Regions from separate parts of the Gossypium arboreum genome. Here region 2 is linked to region 1. A link is a contact called in public Hi-C data. All regions are on one chromosome and are shown on one strand. The core of a region is the stretch at or near the end of the contact, and the rest is flanking DNA. Distances in the headings are between cores, read along the strand shown. Region 1 holds the start of LOC108486235 (arogenate dehydratase/prephenate dehydratase 1, chloroplastic). Region 2 holds the start of LOC108485553 (ATP synthase gamma chain, chloroplastic).

The links. Hi-C and Micro-C count contacts between places; a contact is called where the count stands out from the background.
Region 2: a Hi-C map of leaf shows a contact between it and region 1, with 7 times the contacts expected there. The contact joins the promoter of LOC108485553 here to the promoter of LOC108486235 in region 1. A contact is called at or near these places in 2 of 5 Hi-C or Micro-C datasets (both in leaf).

Annotation. Positions count from the first base shown.
Region 1 is chr6:13,325,646-13,328,845 of ASM2569848v2, forward strand. LOC108486235 (arogenate dehydratase/prephenate dehydratase 1, chloroplastic) reads right to left here and starts at 1,627. Exons shown (of 11, transcript XM_017790171.2): 1 at 658-1,627. The coding sequence starts at 925.
Region 2 is chr6:13,542,185-13,545,384 of ASM2569848v2, forward strand. LOC108485553 (ATP synthase gamma chain, chloroplastic) reads right to left here and starts at 1,578. Exons shown (of 1, transcript XM_053029574.1): 1 at 1-1,578. The coding sequence starts at 1,114. LOC108485552 (pentatricopeptide repeat-containing protein At1g11710, mitochondrial) reads right to left here. Exons shown (of 1, transcript XM_053029573.1): 1 at 2,074-3,200. The coding sequence ends at 2,319.

The DNA of each region.
Region 1 (3,200 bases), core at 377-2,876:
CTATGCATGATTCAGTACAAAATTTTTATGTCCGGCTTCAAACTAACATAACTAAAGATCATAAGCATCAAAAGCCATCAAAAAAGTAAATCTCAACTGCCAAGTTAGGAATCTCATTTTGTATTTACTTTCTTGTTAAACCAACGGTTCCATGGGACCGAATAGTCCAAAACAGTTCCAAGCAGGAGACAATAGCAGCCATCTTCTATCTTTACATAGCTACATAACCTTGAAGCACATTCAAACAACTGACATTGAATATAATTGGCCTCATAAATGTAATTCTACATATCAAATGAAACATCATTTATCCTAATGAATGTTCCAACTGTCCTTTATTCAAACTCATTCAAAGTAGAACCTTTCATTTAGCTATAAACACTAGAACAACAAATGGACCCATCTACATTGCCCTTCAACATATTTTAGGATTCTTTTCAACCTAAATCAAAATATTTGCATCAATACTTAAAAATATAATGAACATTATTTCCATCTATAATTTCATTAATGCTAATTTATAGAACAAACCATACCTTCCATCACATCTAAAATTCATACAACAACAACTCAATAAAATTATAGGAAGAGGATTATAAAAAAAACTAAAAATAAAACCCAATATTAGTTGAAAGTACTACAACCGAGTTAGCTTACTAGGAAGAAGATTCAAGTCCTTGTGAAACCCCCTTGAGATTGTGTTCCCATCTTTATCAATCTTCCCAGTGGGAGATGTCTTGGCCCCAGGCTTCTCGTCTTCAACAAGACAAATAGCACTTTGTGCTGAAGCACCCAAAGCACAGCATTCCAATCTAATAGGCCTCAAATCCAACACAAGCCTACCTCGGCTATACCCCAAAGCTGGTATCTCAGGAAGAGACTGAGGCTTTTGAGAACAAAAGATCGGAACACACTTCAAAGCCATCCAAAAATACAAGAAACCTCAAAAACCAAATAACACACAATGCCAATGTCCTACAATTTTTCTATCAAAAGAACAAGAAAAGGCCAAAACTTCAACCTCTCAATGAGTGAAAAAAAGAATCAAGTTTGGTGGTGCGGTGTTGTTGGTGAAACAGAGTGAGAGACAACTTGAAAGGAGAATGCAGGTTAAGTATGAATGGACCCCATAACACAAAACTACTCAAAAAAGAAAAGCCCAAACTTTTTTTTTTTTTGTTTTCCCCTTCTTTTCAACTGAAAAATTAAACAAATGCTACTGGTAATTCAAAGAACTTGGGTAGACTAGAAAAAGAAAAGGGTAGTTGGGAAAGGAAAGTTGGCTACACGTTTCCTTAGATTAGAGGGTGTTTGACGTCAAAGAAGGAAAGGAAAAAAAAACGAAGGTGAAGCCAAGCAATCCAATGAGAATCCAATCTTCATGAGTGAAACCTGGGTCCTGGGAACAACTATATCACCACCAAACCCTCCATATATGATATTAAATAGAGGAGTATAGGAAGGGTATAATCAGGGAATGGTTTTGGAAACCTGGAAATAGCCTTCCAAATTTCACAAAAATGGCTGAGCTGGCTTAAACCATAACATTAAATTGTATTGGGGAAAAAAATAAATATTAGATAGTATATTCTTCCAAATGTTTTCTGTAGCGTTATCAAAATCCAGTTCAGGCGTTACTAAAGTTATTTAGATAAAATATCTCAATTTTAGATTTTTTTTTAAAGAAATCTTATCCCTTAGTATTTTTTTCTTCCCTATTTTCATTTTTATTTTATTTACTACAACGTACTCAAATTCATATTTTTTATTTTAATAAATTTTAGTATTTCTTAAGTGAATTGTCAAATAGTACCGGAACTTTCAATTTTTATTTAAAATATTTGTTGGTAAAAAAGAAGAAGAAAGTTTTGTATTATAAGTCAATTTATGTTTTATTCTTTTATTCAAAAGTAAATAAATTAGAGCAAATTGGTTCATTTTTTTAAATATCTATCTATTTTATTATTAAAATTAGTTTATATATGTCAACATGAGGTATATGTGGCATATCATGTATAATTATTTAGTTATTTCATTAGTCAAGTCAGTTTTTAATAGTAAAAATGTATGTTTTTTAATAAAAATGATCAGTTTGCTTTTTTATTTAACTATAAGAACTAATTTAAATTAGGTTTGATCATAAATCGGGTCATTCGCCTAGGACTGAAAGCTCGCTTGAAAAAGTGAGAGAGTTAAAGACAAAAATATAGATCCAAAAAATAGACTTGGACAAAAAATAATGCCCGTTTTCTAAATGGGTTGAGCTTAATGTAAGATTTTTTTGCCTGGACTTGACCCAGCCCGAACCTACCTAAAAAAATTTTTTTGTTGCTGTTTGTTGTCATTTTGTTGTTGTTTTGCTACCATTTTGCTATTATATTTCTACTATTTTGTTGTTATTATTTGGATATTATATAACTCTTATTTTATTCTTAATTTTGCTACTATTTTAAAAATATTTACTTGCTAAGTTATAACTATCTTAGTATTATTTAAGTATAAAAACTTTTTCTAATGTATTTTTAATTTATTGGGAAATATTTATTTTAATGTTTTTAGTATATTTGATTTATTTTATTTTTAAATTTGTTTTATATAAAAATAATATAAAATTTTCAATATGGGCAGGCTAGGTGGGCTCGGGTTTAGTATTTTTTATCTGGGTCAAGTTTGAGCAAAATTTTAAGTCCATTTTTTGAGTCATGCTTGGGTATAAAATTTGATATCGACTTAGCCCATGATCAAATCTATTTTAAATTGACTCATTTTTTTGATAAAATACAATTTAATTCTTAATATAGGAACTTTTATAATACTTTTATTTAATTTTTTAATTTACCTTATTTATTAATTAAAATCAATAATATAGTACAAAATCAAGTTGTGAATGTCGTATGACAAAGGATTATCTCTAATTAGTAAGGTAATGGACCATACACTATTAATAGATTGGCACCTAAAACAAAAAGCTACAAACTAAAAACGAGGCACTAGGGCCTTTACATCAGGTAAATATCCACCTAAAGCAGACACATCGAGTTCAATTCTTCATAGCTTTGTAACATTGTTGGCTGAGTCATTTTCAATTTAACATTCTCATCACTAGACTTGATTACCATCAGGTTAGGTGGATGCAAAATTTAGGTCTATTTTTATATTTGAGTTGGTTTTAGCTTTAAATATAAATTTAAAATTTGATT
Region 2 (3,200 bases), core at 328-2,827, 220 kb after region 1:
CACCAGCAACAATCTCCAATATCTCTCCGGTGATTTTCGCTTGACGCTGCCGGTTGTAGACAATAGACAAGGTCTTTTTCAGTTCCTGGGCATTATCAGTAGCATTGCTCATGGCACTCATCCTAGCTGCAAGCTCACTGGCTAGTGATTCCTGCAAAGCCCTCAGAACCTGGCTGTTGAGATAAAGAGGCAACAAAGCATCAAGAATCTGAACTGGGTCCTGCTCAAACTGCAAAATGGGAGAGAAATCAGCTGTCTCAGTCCTCATAACTTCTCTCTCCACCGTCAGTTTCCCTTCCCTGGTTGTCAATCTGAAGAACTCATCCTCAGCAGCATCAACACAAACACCATTTACATCACAGATTTCACCCTTTGGTGAAAGTGGAAGCAAAGTATGAATCACAGGATCAGACTTAACCAAGGATACGAATTTGGTGTACAAAAGCTCCACTTTATCGACTTCTTCACTAACAAAGAGTGAAAAAACATCATCAGCAATTGCCTGAGCTTCTTTAGCTGTAGGGAGTGAGCTACCATCTAGGAATCTGTCCACTGGGATGTAAGGCCTGCGGATGAAATATGAATTACCCTTTTTCCCCACACTGATTATTGTATAATCAAGTCCAAGCTGCTTCAATTCTGCAATTCTAGCTTCAGCTTTCTTGAGGATAGCATTGTTGAAACCTCCACAGAGACCACGATCACCAGTAACAACAACCAAAGCAACTTTTTTGACAGGCCTGACGTTTGTGAGAGGAGCATCTATGTCTTCAGTCTGGAGCTGTTCATTGATGTTGTAAAGAACTTCAACCAGGGACTCAGAGAAAGGTCTGCCATTGACAACAGCTTCTTGTGCTCTCCTAACTTTAGCAGCAGCCACAAGTTTCATAGCTTCAGTGATCTTCTGCGTGTTCTTTACTGAATCAATACGGTCTCTAAGCTCACGAAGACCACAGTGAACTGGGGTTACAGATGAGGACCTGGAAGGGTTACCGGGGGTTGAGCTCTGAGACGGGAGCTGAAAAGGGCTGATGAAAGAACGGAAAGAGAGTGAAGAAGTGTCAGAAAGAGAGGGTTTTGAGGACACCCACATTGTCAGATTTGAGCAAGACATGGTGACAATGGATCCCGGATCTCTACAAAGGATTGCAAGAGAAATTTACTCTAAAGAGAGCAAGAGAAAGAGCTTTTTCCTACAATGGCTTGTTTTTGTATTTTGATTTTTATCAAGTCTTATCCTTTTGTGTGTTGGAGAGTTGTTTCTGGTATGGAGGAAATCAGAGAGAATGTGTGGAAGTGAGAGGGAGGGAATGGATGAGGTTTTGGGATAAGGATTTTGAAATTTGTGTCCATTGATTTTTCACCATTACATCTTGATGGGGCCTTTTTGAAGTGGCAACCTCTGAATGGTTGTTTCTTGGATCCTAACTTGATAGGTTCCCTATTCTGAAAGGTATATGCTACTCCATGAATTTTGATACTTTTCAACCATACTTACAATATTTACTTGTGTTAATTTCCAGAAAATATGTGTGGAAAAGGTTATGTACCTGATAAGAAAAGCCATAGACTTTATGTTGCAAAAAAACTGATTTTCTGTAAAAATGGTTGGAGAACAGATCAAAAGAGCTTTATGATTTGAATGTCTATCATATTTCCATACAAAATAATCAAAAGATTACATTTCAGAAAACAAATGCGTTGCCTCAGACATATTGCTGGTGTTCTATACCCTGTAACAATAAGAAATGAGGGAAAATAAAGGAACAAAAAAGATGATGAAATTTCAAGGCCACACATTCATGGACCGATACATCATTAGTCAAAATTATGCAGAAGATCATTTCCAATTTAACAGGTCGAAACATCTTGCATCAGAACCGCAATGCTCCATCATCTTCCTAGATCAGTGTTGCAGGAGCTTTTTACTGTCAATGTCTACTCCTTTGAACCTATGAGATTTAAAGCTCTAAGTAATAAGAAAGGAAAGAACAGGCTAATTCAAGAACTTCCAGGCCCCTGAATCCATATCCTACTCATAAACAAAACAGAAACAATCATCATAACATCATCTTTTCCTAAAACTGTTTTTCAAGTAGAAAATTTCACATAATAATACATACAATGGCATAAATTAGCAACCTGTCGTGTTCGACAGCTGCATAATTCACTAAAATCCACACCATAGGCGAAATCTCTATATTTATTTGACATAAAGAAAAAGTTCTCAGTTGTTCATCATCTAATGACAATGAATAAGAAAGAAGGGGGAAAAAATCAAAGGCAACTGAACTAACATGAGTAAGAAAATATAAAAACTAAACTCTTGTCTCCTCATTTTCTTCCCCAAGGAGGGGTCTGACAATAGCTTGATATGTCTGTCGGGAAGGAACCACTCCGTTAAGCACCATGGAGTCATGCAATTCAATAACTTCATCTGCGCTACAATTCTTAGCAGAACATGTAATGAGCATCGTGTATGTTATAAAATCAGGAATCAGGCCATCTAGAACCATTCTCTTCGTTAGTTCTTTTGCTTGTTGAATGCACCCACACTTGCAAAGAAAGTTTATCAATGTATTGTAAGTTACTGTGTTTACAAACCTCCCTACCTTTCGCATCTCCATTAACAGAGAAAATGCCTCGTCCATATTACCACAGCTGCAATAACCGTTAATGAGAGTATTATATGTTACAGCATCAGGTAAACCCAGACTCTTTAATGAATCTATCATCCATCTTGCAGCATCCATTGACATATCCTTGCACAATCCATTAAGAATAGAGTTATATATCACTATGTTGGGCTTTTTCTCCACCTTCATCTTTTCGTAGACCCAAACAGCACTTCCTAGTTTCCCTTCCTTGCAATACCCATCAATTAAAGCACCATACGTGACCAAGTCAGGAATTAAACCATGGATGAACATGCTACCCACAAGTTGCATGGCTCCTGATAAATCATTGCTTTTACAAAGGTAATTGATGAGAATATTGTGTGAGAATGTGTCTTCAATAACATTCTTTTCCATAATCTGGCAATGAAATTTAAAAGCTTGCATCATATATCCATTTCTGCAAAGCCCCTGTATAAGAGTAGAGTAGGTGAATTGATCAGGGAATACATGCTTGTCAATCATGTCCGATAATACTAAAGAAGATCCCCCAATATCACCTTCTGAGTAAAGCCAATGGAGGAT